3 separate regions of the Mus musculus genome follow, and all the other regions are linked to region 1. The links are chromatin contacts, called in public Hi-C maps. All regions are on one chromosome and are shown on one strand. The core of a region is the stretch at or near the end of the contact, and the rest is flanking DNA. Distances in the headings are between cores, read along the strand shown.

The links. A called contact is a pair of places that touch in the nucleus more often than the background predicts.
Region 2: a Hi-C map of differentiating embryonic stem cells shows a contact between it and region 1, with 2.3 times the contacts expected there. The contact joins the enhancer-like site here to the promoter of Uncx in region 1. A contact is called at or near these places in 17 of 39 promoter capture datasets (the 3T3-L1 cell line, 3T3-L1-derived adipocytes, the HPC-7 cell line and 11 more), 7 of 15 datasets of contacts at CTCF or cohesin (CD8 T cells, the G1E-ER4 cell line, the NIH/3T3 cell line and 3 more), 151 of 484 Hi-C or Micro-C datasets (the 63-12 cell line, the AML12 cell line, B cells and 81 more), 23 of 115 datasets of contacts at active chromatin or transcription factors (the HPC-7 cell line, the NIH/3T3 cell line, astrocytes and 14 more) and 6 of 9 other capture datasets (adipose tissue, embryonic stem cells, embryonic tail and 3 more).
Region 3: a Hi-C map of the CH12 cell line shows a contact between it and region 1. The contact joins the enhancer-like site here to the promoter of Uncx in region 1. A contact is called at or near these places in 28 of 39 promoter capture datasets (the 3T3-L1 cell line, 3T3-L1-derived adipocytes, the C10 cell line and 16 more), 7 of 15 datasets of contacts at CTCF or cohesin (the G1E-ER4 cell line, embryonic stem cells, large pre-B cells and 2 more), 225 of 484 Hi-C or Micro-C datasets (3T3-L1-derived adipocytes, the 4T1 cell line, the 63-12 cell line and 114 more), 34 of 115 datasets of contacts at active chromatin or transcription factors (the HPC-7 cell line, Th17 cells, acute myeloid leukemia and 21 more) and 7 of 9 other capture datasets (adipose tissue, embryonic stem cells, embryonic tail and 4 more).

What each region holds. Positions count from the first base shown.
Region 1 is chr5:139,541,113-139,546,226 of GRCm38.p6, reverse strand. It overlaps Uncx (UNC homeobox), which reads right to left and starts at 2,329. Exons shown (of 3, transcript NM_013702.3): 1 at 1,948-2,329; 2 at 1,597-1,772. The coding sequence starts at 2,233. 4930500L23Rik (RIKEN cDNA 4930500L23 gene) reads right to left here. Exons shown (of 4, transcript NR_040701.1): 4 at 4,888-5,085.
Region 2 is chr5:139,752,321-139,757,434 of GRCm38.p6, reverse strand. It overlaps Ints1 (integrator complex subunit 1), which reads left to right. Exons shown (of 47, transcript NM_026748.2): 35 at 244-374; 36 at 904-991; 37 at 1,074-1,300; 38 at 1,435-1,558; 39 at 2,125-2,258; 40 at 2,336-2,528; 41 at 3,234-3,361; 42 at 3,862-3,974; 43 at 4,610-4,723. Among named protein-coding and RNA genes, the nearest start is that of Mir7037, 13 kb to the left of the region's middle. Within about 2 kb of position 2,479, at least 9 of the 459 cell types and tissues checked have an H3K27ac peak or open chromatin away from gene starts, as enhancers often do. A contact at or near this core is called in differentiating embryonic stem cells, where this site is marked.
Region 3 is chr5:139,672,493-139,677,606 of GRCm38.p6, reverse strand. No RefSeq gene overlaps it. Among named protein-coding and RNA genes, the nearest start is that of Gm46926, 5.8 kb to the right of the region's middle. Within about 2 kb of position 2,401, at least 9 of the 459 cell types and tissues checked have an H3K27ac peak or open chromatin away from gene starts, as enhancers often do. A contact at or near this core is called in the CH12 cell line, olfactory sensory neurons, pancreatic islet and 1 more, where this site is marked.

The DNA of each region.
Region 1 (5,114 bases), core at 1,080-3,579:
GAAAGGCTGTGCTGAACCGGCAGCCCCTGTGTTGGGGGGGGGGGGGCCAAGAGATGCTCAAGGCCCACATTGCAGGGTCTCCCTTGAAGGGAAATCTGGTTACTTCTTCCTCAAGAAGGGCCTGTGAAGCCGAACTTGGATGGACCTTCATTAGCCCAGCTCTCCCAGCACAGCTACGCACATCATTCGTTATGCAGGACCTAGGACCAGGGACCACAAAGCTTTTCCAAAGCAGTCCAGCCTAGCCTGACCTGGGGGGATGGGGGGTGCCACAAGGTGGGCAAGCAGGCCCAAAGCTGACCACCAGCCCCCCCCCCCCCCTTGAGAGCAGGGATGTTCTGTAGTCCTTCCTGCTCTCAGCAGGTCTTGTCTGGGACAGCCAAGAAGAATTTAAAGATCACAGCAGCTCCCAAGACCACCACCGCTCCCTGGGCCAAGGACCTGGGCAAGGCTACCATGCCTTGCAGAATGTAGCAATGTAAAGGCTTTGTTGTGGCCCGTATAAAGTTAGCAGGATTGCACAGCAGACCTGCTCCAAGGGAGCCTGGTTTGTGCAAAAGTCTCTGAGACTAAGCCAACACCCTGGGAAGCTTTCTCTTTTCTTTTTCAAAACTTTTTTTTTTTTTGGAGGGGTGCAATTTCCAGATTACTTCCTCATCAGAAATTTCTATCATATTAGAGGGGATATAAAAAAGATTCGGACTTCACTTAAGCCACAGAACAATTTGGAGAGAGGGATTTTTAAACAGATGAGAGCAGGCCAAAGCCCAGGACCCAAATATTTCAGGCAAAGCTATGGCGCTAAACTGGTATTTTGCCAGCGTCTGCCTCCACCCCAGGCACCCACTAATAACACAGACCCCAAGGTTTCTGTATTCTAGGAAAGCATCTATTATGCAGACATTAATTCTGGAATTTTATTACGCCAAATTAACGCTGCTTTTTTTTTTTTTTTAATGAATACTGCTTCCTGACTCCTCATGAAATCGAATAACGAAGAGGTTGGGGAGGGAGGAATTTAATGGAGAAGAATCTTAAATTCAGATGCCCTTTTTTTTAAGCCCCCTCTTTTCCAATGTGTTAACCGCGAAAGTTTCCACCTACTCTCCCACAAATGCACCCCCCCAGCGGCTGTTTGTAAGACGATGGATAAATGCATGTTTCTATCTTAATATTTCACAAGCCAGAAATAAAGCAACAGATCTGTCAGCTTCGAGGATGGGAGAAAGCCTCTGTCAAGAGCGCCCAGGCCAGGGCCCACTTTGTCCCCTCCTGGAGGGCTTTTCGAGCCTCGGCAGCCTTTCCAGACTGTGCGCCGCGGCCGCAGCCAACCTACACCCGGCTTCCCCGAATCGAACGCAGTCACTGCAGTGGCTACTGGGGCGCCACCAGGATCTCTCCCCAATCACCTCGGCACTCTCAAGTTACTCACCTCCAGATGGGAGAAGGGGTTCAACCCTCATAATCCCCACCATGGCCAGCAGCGCGGAGCCTGAAACCACCTCCCCGCCACTTAGAACAAAGGTGGCCCTGCCTCACCGCGCTCTGCACGCCTAGTGCGGGATCTCGGACTCCTTGGGCGACACCAATCTTTACCTGAACTCGGGACTCGACCAGGTCCAGGCGCAGCGCCAGCGCCTCGCGCATAAACACGTCCGGGTAGTGGCTCTCATTGAACGCCTTCTCCAGCTCCTCCAGCTGCCAGCCGGTAAAGTTGGTGCGGGTGCGTCTCCGTTTGCAGCCGGGGCTCTCCTTGTCTGGATCCCCCGAGTCTGCGGGCATGCACAGGACGCTGCAAGGCTCAGCCACCTGGCAGATGCTTGTCCCGCTTGCACCCACCTCGGGTGCGGGGTGCACGGAGGAGTGGGTCGCTATTCTCCGACGGCCTGGTGCACCCCACCCCGAGGCCCCCCGTTGTGTTTCCCCGTGTCCCCGCCTCCAGCCTACCTGCAAGCTTGAAGGGCTGGCTTTCGCCGGCCACCCCGCAGGCAGCCGGCAGCAGCGGCGTGGGGTTGACCACCGAGGCGGCGGCTGCAGCGCACGAGCCGCTGAGCAGGCCGTCGATGGAGAAGGGCACCGAGGCCGCGGCAGCGGCGGCGGCGGCCGACTGCAGCTGGTGACCGGCCAGCTCGTACACGTGGTGGTGGCCCAGCGGGTAGGGGAAGCCCACCACGCCGCCCAGCGAGCCCCCGAACTGGGCATGCGGGTGCTCCAGGAGGCGACCGTCCATCATCTCGCGCGCGGGGCTGGCGGGGCGCGGGGGCGCGGACGGCGGCGGGGACAGGGGCCCGGAGCCCTACACATGCTTCGGCCCGCGCTCCGCCGCTTTACTTTATCAACATCAAGCTCTCGATAATTAGCCGCGGCCCGGGGAATTTGGGACCAATAAGAAGCGCTAATCGGCTCTGACGTCAGAGGCGTGCTGGGTGCAAGGAAACGTTTTCCATATCGATTGCTAATTATACCTGACACGCACCTCCATAAACAGTATCAGGAGCTGTCACAACAAGACGGGGTGGGGAGGGAGGGGCACCGCCGCGCTCGGCCGGCCGGGGGCCCCCGGCGAGCCCCCCACTCCTGCTCCCCGCCGCTCCCGCCCCTCGCCTCCTTCTAATAGATTTCCCTTTAAAACATTCGCCGGCGTGTTGTGGGGATTTTTCACCAGAAATGCTGTACTCTCTGAACCTTTAAAGTGATGTTGCTCCAATTACAGAGAGACATTGAGCGGCAAATAGACTGATCCAATAATGGGAGATTCATCATCCGCTCTTTCCGAAACTGTCACATTGAATTTAAAACTACAAGGGCTTCTCTACCAGCGGCCTCTCCCGGGCTGCGGGCTGCCGCGAGCGGCGGAGGGAGGAGGAGGGGGAGGAAGAGAGGAGGAGAGGAAGGGGAGAGAAGTGTCCCGACGAACTGGAAGACCAAGGGGAAGAAAGAGGAGGAAGAACAAGCCCAGGAGGGAGGGGGAGAAAGGAAAGGTTTGGGGGAGGAGGAGTGCAGAAAGAGAAAGGGAGGAAGGAGAGGAAGTGGATGGAGAGGAGGAAAGGATGGAGGGGAGGGGAGAAGAAGAAAGGGAGGAGAATGGAGGAGGAAGGAGAAGAAGTAATGGGGGAGAAAGGAAGGAGAGAGGAGTGGAACCAGAAGCGATGGAAGGACAGAGAGAAGCGAGAAGAGGAGAAGAGAAAGCGGGGAGGATAAAGAGAAGGGAGAATGAAAACGGAGAGTGGAGAGAAGGGGAGGAAGGAGGGGAACAAGGCAGAAAAAGAGAAGAAAGGGAGGGAAGTGGGACTAGATGGACGGAGAGACCAGAATGAAAGGGGGAGGGGAGAAAGGGAGAGGAGAGGAGGGGAAGGGGGGGAGAGAAGAACCTCCAAACAGTGATCCAGCCAAATGCGGCCCCCACCTATAAGGAGTCTAACCCGACGCCCTCCTCCTTGATTGGCAGTTACCCCATCAATATAGACAGGGTGGTGGCAGCTGGGGCACCCTAACCCCACTTAACTCCCACACATATGGGTCCTGGATGCCAGCCCAGAGGAGGAGGGAGCATGGAAGGAGGAAGGACAATGGTAACTTCAGGATAGTGACCAATGGCCCACGCATCCCTTCAAATAAATAAATAAATAAATAAATAAATAAATAAATCTCCCTCTGAGTCAGCTCTGAAGAATGGGTTGGAGGCACTAACCCATCTATTATAATTAAATTATGTTCGCAGTGAGATGCCATTCCCTTCTCCACTGTAAAATATTGATAGTCTCAAAAACTAAATCATTAGGGGACATATCCTTAAATAAGCCGCAAGCACGGACTGTGAGCAGAGGTGGACGCAGCCAGGATGGATGGGGATGGAGGATGGGGATGGGGGATGAGGGATAGGGATGGGGGATGGGGGAGGGGGATGGGGGATGGGGATGGGGGATGGGGATGTATCCTTTGTAAAAGCAAGTTTGTCACTGGAGAGATGGCTTTTTGCTGACTCTAAATTTGTAGGCAAAGTACTCTGACCGCCTGCCCCAGAAGGAAGCCTGATCATCACAACCCCAGGGCACAGTGACAAGTTTGCTTTGGCAAAAGTAAGGCCTAAGCAGGAAGAAATGGGACAGGCCAGAATGGTGTGTGCCATGTCTCTCTCTCTCTCTCTCTCTCTCTCTCTCTCTCTCTCTCTCTCTCTCTCTCTCTCTGTGTGTGTGTGTGTGTGTGTGTGTGTGTGTGCCCTGACCCACTGAGCTGGCAGAGAGGGAACCAGACTGCCCTTGGGGTGGTTCCCCCAACACTCATGTCCGGGCCTGGACCCCAGCCGGACTACAATCGGGCCTCGCTTCTAATCTACAGTGACTGGACTACCAAATTGGACTTAATTACTCCCTCCCTCTGTCTCTGAAGGAGCGGGGAATGTACAGAGTTGGAGACAGGCCTGGAGGTGGGGGGACCCCTCTCCCCGTGACACTAGAAGGGCGCTGCAAGGGTTAATCCCGAGGTCAAGGGCCAAGAGCACTACTTTTCGCTATAATTTAATTTCTTTCGCTATAAATACTACACGTAAACGCTGCCCATCCGGCTCGATTTTGCCCGTGGCCACTGCCGCCTGCTTTTCTGTCGCACTCGCGATCTGGAATGCGCCCGGCGCGTGCTTCGGAATACAGAGCTGTGATCAATCCAGCCCGAGGGGAGGGCAGCAGAGGGGGCGGGCGCCGGCCCCGCTCCTCGCCCATCTCTCTTTATTATAATGAATTAATTCGACTTTATTTATCCCATTTTCTGGAGCTGACAGAATGTTAATTTGAGTTGAAATTTCGCTCGCCTCTCACTCTCTGACCCCTGGCCTTCAGATTGGCGTGTTGTAATAACCTGAATCTTTCAACAGAGGCCCTGATAATTGTTACCTTATTAGCATGCAAATTGTTTAATTAATATTATTATGAAGGAGCGAACAATCCGTCCGTCACTTGACCCCTTGAGTGAGTCCGCGCGCTGCAGCCGGCTCCACGCATCTCAATGCGACCATTTCAATCGCCCAGTGGCTTTTTTCTTTCTCTCTCTCTCCTCTCTCTCTCTCTTTTTTCTCTTGTGCCCGGGACCCTAAAAGAAAAAAGAAAAAACTCAAGCGT
Region 2 (5,114 bases), core at 1,230-3,729, 210 kb before region 1:
GATAGTTCCACAGAGCCTAAAGTCTGGGGAACCCAGGTAGGCCCAGGGATGTGGGAAATGAGGGAGGGGATTGGCTGTGCGTTGTCATTTAAACCCAGCCCTTGTCCAGGGCAAGAGAGAAGATGGCCAGGCCCTTAGCTGCTGTCATGGGTGGCCCTACCAGAACATGGTCAGCTGACATGGCTTGTCAGAACTGGTGGCCCTTGGCCCAATTGAGATCACCCTGGCCTTTTTCCTCTCCAGGGCAAAGGCCACATAAGTGCCCAGGTGCTCTCCTTCCGCCCCTACCTCCTGGCCCTCCTCACGCACCAGGCCAGCTGGTCCACGCTGCACTGCTGCATCCGTGTCCTGCTAGGCAAGAGCCGTGAGCAGAGGTGAGGCCAACTGCAGACCCCAGGAGCCTCTCGGCCTGGATGCAACTTTGTGTGAACCATGAATTGTGTCCCTTCCACCTCTATTCAGGGCAGCATCTCCTGAGGGGGGTGCTATTGTGCTCAGTGCCTTGGGCACCTGCAAGCCCTCAATAGCAGGGCCAGTATTTTGCTTTTGGTGCCCAGCCCCTCACCTAGGGGTAGACAGTCCAGGCCCTCCCATCTCCTTGGCACATTTTTGTCTGTGGAGAATTTGGCTTACGTCCACGCCATGGTACAGGAGGCAAAAGAGCTGTGGCAAGCTGCCCATCCAGCCTGTGGTCCCTTGACTGTGACAGGCCCATAGTGTGGGCACAGGCTGTGCTTGAGTTTTCTCATAGGAACCATCAGGTGCCCAGCTCACAAACACAAGACCTGGGAGTGTGTGGGTCAGGGAGACCAAAGACTAGGGACTCCTCAGAAGGACAGAGGTGGCCCTCTACTGAGGTCCCTTTTTTAGGAACTTTACCCTGGCATTGCTTGCTCCTCCCAGGCTCGACCCTTCAGCATCCCTGGACTTCCTCTGGGCCTGTATCCATGTCCCCCGGATCTGGCAGGGCCGGGACCAGCGCACTCCACAGGCAGGTCTCAAGAGGTTAGCCCAACCCATGGGTGGTGGCTGCACACACATCCTGGGGCTGACCTGCAGCCTCCTGATTGCAGAAGCGGCGGGAGGAGTTGGTGCTCCACGTGCAGGGCCCAGAGCTGCTCAGCCTGGTGGAGCTTATCCTGTCCGAGGCAGAGACCAGGAGCCAGGATGGGGACAGTGCTGCACGCACCCTTATCCAGACCCGGCTGCCCCTGCTGCTTAGCTGCTGCCGTAGCAATGATGAGAGCATTGGAAAAGTGACCGAGCACCTGACCAGCTGCATCCAGCAATGGGGGGACAGGTACCTGAGTCCCCACTGTGTCCCCTTGCCATAGATGGCTGCTGTGTCACCTGGGAGTGGCTCCTTCAGTACATGTCCCTCCCCTGGCCACACCATCCCAGTGACCCAGTCCCTCTCCCCTCTGCTCTTTCCAGTGTGCTGGGCCAGCGCTGCCGAGACTTGCTGTTGCAACTGTACCTGCAGCGGCCAGAGGTCCGGGTGCCAGTGCCCGAGGTCCTGCTGCAAAGTGAAGGTGCCACCAGCAGCAGCATCTGCAAGGTGAGGGACACAGTCTCCACAGAGCAGGGGGTGGGGGCTGGAGGATGGGGTGCGGGGGGGGGGCTGCACCATCAACCTCACCACAAGGTGAGGGGCATAGTCCCCATAGAGCCTGGAGTGGGGGTGCCATCAGTCTCACCTTAGCTCACCTCACCAGAGCTAGACCTTACTGTGCTAGGCTCTTCCTCTGGATGCAGCTTGGGGCAGAGGGATGCCCCTTCCCCTTTCTGTACCCAGGTTGTGGGCAGACAGGAGTCAGCACATGTGTGTCATGTGGACAATATGGGGCCATGGCCTCCATCACGAGGGTCGTGCACTGTCACCCCAGAGTACCCCAGAGGTCTCCACCTCCTACCCATTCTGGCCAGCTCCACTGTGCCTCAGCAGGGCAGACCAGCTTGCGTCCTCTGGAGTTTTGTGTGAGGGGCCACATGAGCTCCTGCCTTTGGTGTGATCGCTAGAGTGTCCGTGCTGAGCGTGTGTCTGCTGCTGCGTGATGTCCTGGGCCATGAGGGGGTAGGGGGAGTTCAGACGGTGTATAGGCAAGTAGTCTCCCCTCCCCCTAGCTGGACGGCCTCGTCCATCGCTTCATCACGCTCCTGGCAGACACCAGCGACTCCCGGTCTTCTGAGAGCAGAGTGGCTGACGCCAACATGGCCTGCCGGAAGCTGGCTGTGGCCCACCCCGTCCTGCTGCTGAGGTGCGTGCTGTCACAGCCTGTGGTGCTGGGTGACTCGGGGGAAGGTGTAACCAGGGACATTCTTCTGCTCTGCCCAGGCACCTGCCCATGATCGCAGCCCTCCTGCACGGCCGCACTCATCTGAACTTCCAGGAGTTCCGGCAGCAGAACCACCTGGCCTTCTTCCTGCATGTGCTGGGCATCCTGGAGCTGCTGCAGCCGCGTGTGTTCCAGAGCGAACACCAGGGGGCGCTTTGGGACTGCCTGCGATCCTTTATCCGCCTGCTCCTGGTGGGTGCCAGGCAGACTGTCCCCCACATTCCTCAGCCGTACATCCTCCCATGGCCCCTCCTGTCCTTGCCTGACTCCCTTCTGCTCCTACAGGACAGCCTGGAGCCAGGGCCAAAGCCAGGCCACTGCCCAGTGGCTTCTGTCTCCACTGTCTGAAGACCAGCTCTTCACTGAGGCTCCTAAGCCCCAGTATCCCCTGCCTGGGGAATCCACATTCAAGTCCCATGGGTGCTATTTGTTGGTGTCATATGCCTAGTATATACATAATATTATGAAAACAAAAGCCAGGCCAGCCAGGTGTCAGAGTAGCACACCTGCAATCAGCACGAGGGTAGCTGAGGCAGGAGAATTGTAAGTTCTGCACCAGCCTTGGCTATAATATTGAGGCAATATCAGGGTCTGACTCAGGGGCTGGAAGGAGGGCTTAGAGATTAGAGAGCGTTAGCTGCTCTCGCAAAGGAAGACCCTGGTTTGGGTCCCACCACCCACATGGTGGCTCACAAGCATGAGAAACTCTAGTTCCAGGACACCAGACACCCATGTAGTGCACAGACATACAGACATACATTCAGGCAAAACATTCGTTCAATAAAAAACAAAACATCAGGCCCCAGTCAGGCTAGCTCTGTGCTCATGGCTGTCATGGGGGTCATGTATGGTGTAGAGGGTCTGAGGAAGCCTCTGGTGGTTCTGCCTTCTCTACAGAACTACCGGAAGTCCTCCCGCCACCTGGCTCCCTTCATTAGCAAGTTCGTTCAGTTCATCCACAAGTACGTGGGCTGCAGCGCACCAGCAGCCGTGGCCTTCCTGCAGAAGCACGCAGAGCCCCTCCAGTGAGTCCCCACACCTGCCCAGGCTGGCCAGTGGCCCCACACTGGAGCCAGGAGGGGCAGTCCAGACAGTGAATGTTCTGGTCTGAATTGCAGCCTTCAGCTTCATCCCCACTTGCTCCTCCTTACCCCTCCTCCCCATTCACTCCTCCTCACTCACCTCTCTTCCCCATTCACTCCTCCTCACCCCTCCTCCCTATTCACTCCTCCTCACTCACCCCTCCTCCCCATTCACTCCTCCTCACCCCTCCCTATTCACTCCTCACTCACCCCTCCTCCCCATTCACTCCTCACTCACCCCTCCTCCCTATTCACTCCTCACTCACCCCTCCTCCCCATTCACCCCTCCTCCCTATTCACTCCTCCTCACTCACCCCTCCTCCCTACCATTTCTCTTTGCACTTGCCTAACCCCAGGCCCTCCTTCCTGCCCTGCTGCTTCTCCTTGCCTGGCACTCTTCCCCGCCTGCCCTCCTCTGAAGTGAACCCGTGCTTCCTCCACAGTGACCTGTCCTTTGACAACAGTGACCTGGTGATGTTGAAGTCTTTACTGGCAGGGCTCAGCCTGCCCAGCCGGGATGGGAGAACTGACCAAGGCCTGGATGAGGAAGGCGAAGGTAAGCAGACAGGTGAGCTCTTGGGGGGGGTTGTAGGGAGGGTCCTGGTGGGTGTGGCTGAGCCCTGAAGCTTCATCTGTCCTCTGTGTGTGTGTGTGTGTGTATGCGCACGTGCGTGTACGCGCACGGTGCCATGACCAAGCTGACTGAACAGAGCCGCCTCATGGAAATGCTTGGTTCTGCTTCAGACATTACCTTTCTGGATGTTTCCCGTGTGCTGCCCGGGCAGGTTGGTCCTTAGGTCAAGGTCTTACACCTACCTCACTTGCCTGATGGTGGCTCATGCTCCACAGGTGGGACGCTACCCTTTGCTGCCTCTGTTGGCCAGATTGACTGTAGTCTCGGGCTGCCTGAAGGCACATAGAAGGTCCTTCATAGTGGACATGCTGCACAGACACAAGCCTCCCATGTGGAGTGGCACCTTGTGGGCAGAGGCGAGGGAATGCACTCCTAAACTGGCCCGCATCCTGACTGCCACCCTCCAGTCCTGACCACCACATAGACTAAGCATAGTGTGGCACCCTGGATAGTGGCCAGTGTGCCTCTGGGATGGGCATGGTCTTTCCATAGAGTCTGCAGGTCTGGCTGGGCCCTCAGTGTTCAGCCATCACCTGACCCTGACTAACCTTTCACAGATGAGCGTTCGGCCGGCTCCCTACCCCTGGTCAGTGTCTCCCTCTCCACCCCACTGACTGTAGCCGACGTGGCTCCTCACATGAAGAGGCTGTCCCGGGGCCGGGCTGTTGAGGGTGAGTGAGCCCCCTGTTCCTAGACCACCCTGGATCCACTGAGCAGTTTGCTTAGATAGCACAACGGACCCCCAAACGCATTGAGCTTCTTAAGGAAGACCAACAGGGTGGCTGGTAGGTCTGTCAGTCTTCAGAACAGAACCAGGGTGGACTAAAGGGGTTTGCTCCAAGTATCCATTTTACAGGGCGAGCCACTGGTCATGGCTTCCCAGGAGACCAGTGTGAGGCCAAATGGGGAAGGCATAGGATATGTCCTAGTCAGGATAACCACTGAGCATGGTACACAGTTCCCGGTGCATCTTGGGGAGACTCTGGGAAACTAGGATGCCTGGGGACTGTCCCTTCCTGTCTCAGAGTTGCTTGGGGTAGGAGGCTCCCCTTAGGTCCCCAT
Region 3 (5,114 bases), core at 1,152-3,651, 130 kb before region 1:
ATGAGATTTCAGATATTGGATTTTAGAATACTTTGGACTTCCAGATTCAGGGTGTTAGACCTAGGGAAAGTCTACACAAACATTCCCAAATTCAATAAAAAAAAATTCTAAAATCTGAAACAATGTCGTCTCTAGAACATTGGACAAAGGATCTTCAACTTGAATTAGGCTTGAGGAAAACCTGGGCTCAGAGATGTTGGGTGATTTTACTGGAGACACACAGCAGGGGCAGAAGTTGAACTCTGACCCCCATAGCCTGGGTCTTTTCTGCTGTCTTTCTCTAAACTATGGGCCCCTTGGGAGCTCAGGACCACTTGCTACTGGGGTCCCATTCTCCACTAATAGGCTCGGGTGAAGGGGAATTTCAATCCGATAACACAAATCTGCAATAACAGTTATAATTAATTTATATAGAAGGCATTATGTAATTACCCTCAGTGTATTCCAGTTTCACGGATGAGGTTCACCAGCTCCCCAGTTAAGCTATGGGGCCTCGTGAAGACAGACGGGAACGCGGTATTTCAATATTTCTTATAATTTTATATTGTCTCTAATGTCTCTCATGCTAATTTCATTATGCAACAGAGTCGGCACAGTGATGTAATTATTGAAAAGTAATTTTGCAATAAATGGATTTAAATGTGTTGGCGTCCGTTGTAAATTCAATCTCACGGCGAGGGTGCCGGGTGCAGACGGGAGCAAGAGGGGTTCAGGGGCCCCAGGCTGGAAATTGAGAAGTCCTGTGTGGTTCCAACTGGGAGTCACCTTACACCTGCCAACGGCTCTTGAGGCTCAGAGGACTTGATTTGCTACTCATCTCATTCTGGTCCCACCCACAGCCAGATCCTACTGGGTCTGGCGCCACCCCTAGCTTCCGGGGATATCTAGACCTTTCTACAGCCAGTGTGTGCAAGACCAGTTGATCCAGACCTTGCCTAAAACTTTGAAATAAAATCCAGACTCTCAGCATGATGGCCTTCCTATCTTGTGATTTCCTGTCTCACCTACTCGCTCTTTTATCCACCTACCAGTAGGCCCCTCCTCAAGTTGCGGATGTACCCCAGGGCCATAGCACATGCCGATGTGGCTGCTGAGAGTCCCTCCAGATGTTCCCATGCTTGGCTTTTCCATATCCCTTCCACCCTGGGAGCCTCTGTGACCATCCTTGTGGCCTCAGCCAGGGGACATCATGACTGCCCTTGAAGTCTTCCTGGAATATTCCCGTGCCTCTATCTGCTCCTCAGGACTTTTGGTTCCAAGATGTCTTCCTCAGCACCCGTCAGCTAGAGCGGAGCTAGAAGGTCACAGGGGAGGCAGCAGGGCAGAGCTTCATCTGCAGGGCTAGGAGGCCTAAGCAGTCTTTGGACCTGCGTTCCTGCTGGCGAGAGCCCTCCTTGACTGTTGAGCCTGCAGCTGCTGGATGCTGGGAAAGGGTTAATCATCAGACTCTGGAGTGGGGGTGGGGTGGGAGGACAGGGTGATGTAGAACTTGGAGCAGGGCAGAGCTGGGAGGTCCAAGCTTAGACTCAGCCCCTTGCTCTGCACCTGATACCCTTGCCTTTCAAGTGGGGAAACCCCTGGCTTGATGTGTAGATGAAGTGTGTATGCAGTAGGGTCTCCATAAAGGCCCCCTTGCCCCATAGCTGCAGAGGAAAGGGTGGGACTTGTGTCCTGGGCCCAGGGCCTGTGACAAGCTATATCATCTGGCCTTTGCTTCTTGTATGGTTTACCACAGCTGTCCCTGCAGAAGGGACTTGTGTCTCTGCCTTGTTCTGTAGAGCATGGGATAGAGCTTCCACCCTCACCAGCCCCACACAAGAGGGAGCCACTCTCACACACATATAAATGCCTGTGTCCTACCCCTGCCAGCCCCACTTCCCATCACTTCTGGAACTCTGGCTGCCCCCTGGCTTCTGGCTCCAGAGTCCTCATGTCACAGCTGAACCTGATCTGCCATTTGTTCCTGGGCGACGTGCAAATTGGCAACTCATCGATTATTAATGAAGTGTTAATTGCTCTCTGCAACTAGTTTCCACGTGATGCTGTCTGGCTGTTTGAATGGGTTTGCCAGCGTGAGCTCCCACATCTGTTGAGACCAGGAGCCTGGCCCCAGACCACAGGACACGGGACAGTTTCCGGGGTCCCATTATGTCTTCATAGATGGGTTGAACAGTAGAGCCAGAAGCCTGTAGGAGCCAGTTCTTTTCTTGAGAGAGGAGCAGAAGGTGGTGATGGCCCATGGGGGACTGGCCAGATCTCAGACACGATGATAGGCCCCCTACAGGTGACAATTGCCCTCTGGCCTGGGAAGAGAGTTCTCCCACAGTGTCACTACTGGGCTCCTGCCTAGACATCTGGCAGTGAGGCTGTGATGACCAGGATTCAACCTGCCCTGGGGACAAGGGTGGGAGGTTACCCCGGGGGACGAGCAGTACTGATGTAGTGGAAACACTATCACCAGGGTGAGGCTCAAGACCGCTGTTGCCCGGGTGCACCAGGCAGTTGCCTGGCAACTGAGGCTCAGGGGCATCCCCACAGGCAGATCTGGCTTCTCAGGGGATCAGCTCCCAAAAGACAGGGTTGAGGAAGGAGCAGGGAGCGCTGGCTTCAATACTCTCAAGGTCAAGACCATAAAAGACTCCAGAGCCTGAGGCCCAGCACCCACCTCTGAGCAGAGTTTGTCCTTGAAGTCACAGTTCTGGAGTTTTCTGGTAGAGATTGAGGGACCACTGAGGTCAGCTGGACCTCCCTAGCTCGCTGGTGGGTTGCCCAGCCATTGCTTTAGCCTCAAGAGTCCCACTTTGGTGTGTAAGAGCAGCCTGCTTTACCTCAGCCCTGCCTGGCTTGTGGGGCATGTCCGGCAGGCTCTGGGATGTGAACCACCTCATCCAGGGGCCACAGTGCATGGTGGGAAAATCCCCAATTAGATTTGCATCTGGGATACTCCTGGGCCCAGGATAGGTGGGATCCCTCCCAGCCATGTCCTTCCACAGTCCAGTAACATCAGCTCCACAGCAAGGCTCCTTGGTCTAGGCGGGACTGTGATGCCATCTGCTTCCAACCTTCCATGAGGGGTGGGTTCCAAGGGACTGTGAACCCTGCCTCGGGCCTTTCCATCCGCCACAGCCAAACCTATTGTCAGTACACACTCATGAGTAAGCACACAGGGTGAGGGCCAGAGATGGGCAGGGATTGAGGGTCAGGTAGGACACAGGTCCTGCCAGAGCCTTGGTTTCCCCATCAGAGAGAGGGAAGCAGGGGCCCTGAGTTTCCTTGAGTGTGTGGAGTGCCTAGACGTGGGCCGGGGCAGGGGCAGGGTCAGCAAACTCAGAAGTTCCCGTCCTGGTAGTGAGCTGTGGGGAGTCCCACTTCATATCAAAGAGGAGAGGCAGCGATGGAAAGGGAAAAGAGAGATGAAGAAAAGAGGAAGGAAGAGAGATAAAAGAGAACACAGGCCAGGACTGCCACCTCACGGGGACATGTTCACAGGGTTCATGTGTGGGGCTGTGCTTTTTCATAGCTGCATAATATTTTACTCAAAGGTGCCTCGTCACCGTCCTGTGGTGAATGTTCGACTCATTTCCAATTCTGAATGCTCTGAACGATACGCAAAGAGTGTTCTAGTGCACTCAGTGTTCACACATCAAAAGGATGCTTTGTACCGGAGCATGGTCTTGCCCAGACAGCTGTGCCCCACCCTGGGGGAAGTTGGGGGTTCATTTACTTGGTGCAGAAAGATGTCATCTGTGGCTTGCAGCACAGCTGTTCTTAAACTGTCATCCCCCTGCCTCAGCCTCTCCAGGCCTACAGCATCAGCTGCTTCTCAGAGAAGCTCTCTGTGCTGCTGGTACCCTGCCTGACACATCTCTCCCCTTCTGGGTCTTTTCTTCTCCGGCATCCTGTGTATCACTGCTGTAATCAGAAAGACAAATCTTTCCTGGGAACGCAGGGGAGACAGGTGAGGCCCGGGATCCCACCCTTGAGGGGAGGAGTGCCGAGGGCTTGTGGAGTTGGGTGCGCTTTTCACTATTCTGTTCCCTGGGGACACGCTGCACATCCCAGCTCCGATGTCACACCTCTGTTTATTGGTGGCCAGGGTTGGGGCTGGGCTGTACTGGGGTCTCCCATAGAGACGTAAGCCTGGGGAACAGTGGAGCTGGGCTGACCCTGCCTGCTGTGCTTGGAGGACAATTTGCAAGTGACTTTGGAAGTTGGTGAGGTGGGGCAGGGGACAGAAAGCAGAAGAGAGACATAAAACTGAGGTTCCTAGCTGGAATTCTGTGTCCCTCCCGTCCACAGGGTGGTCACCTATGCCTCCTGCCTCCCTCCCCTTCTGTCCCTTGCCTCTGGGTCTCTCTCTGCCACATCCCATTGTCAAGTGGAGATTCCTCGGAGGTGGGTAGGGGAATCAGGTGGGGTCGAGTGTGTCTTAAATATGCCACAGACCCAAAATACAATAAATATTTAATTTTATTTTATTAAATACCAAATCGGTGATGGCTGACACTTTATTAAAGTGTCAGGGCCAGTGTTCCTACACTCTAATTACTTATTCTAACGAGGCAGGAGGCCTGTGCAGCGGCTCCGGTGTGCGGGAGGCGTATTGCGTTAAGTAACACCTATTAAACTCACATTTGCACCTAGAGGCATCTCATTAATGCCCTGGCCGGCATCATTGCCGCCTCCACTCATGTTGACCCCAAGCTGAGAGGTAAGAGCTGCCCGGAAAGCACCCGGTGCAGCCTCTCTGACCAGGATAGCCTGTAAAATTAACAGCGACTCTCCAACTAATTGAATCCCCGACGAATGGTGCTCCCCTCGCTGTACTCTGAAATTCCAGGGAGTGGGGCCAAGACCTCATGCCCTGGGTTGTCCTTCTGCCTCCTTGGGTAGCCCAGGCTGGGCAGCCATGAGCATCAGCTGCCTGGTGGAAACTTCCTGGGTATGTCAGGCTCATCGGAGGACTCAGCACTGGACAGAGTCTCTACGTCTTTCCTATGCCTGTCTTGGGGAACCTGGTCCTGTGTGTTCCAGTAGTCACCACCTTTGGGACAACTCTGCACCCGGTGGTTCCTATCATAGTTAGCCTTTCTATACCTCTGGTCGGGGCTAAA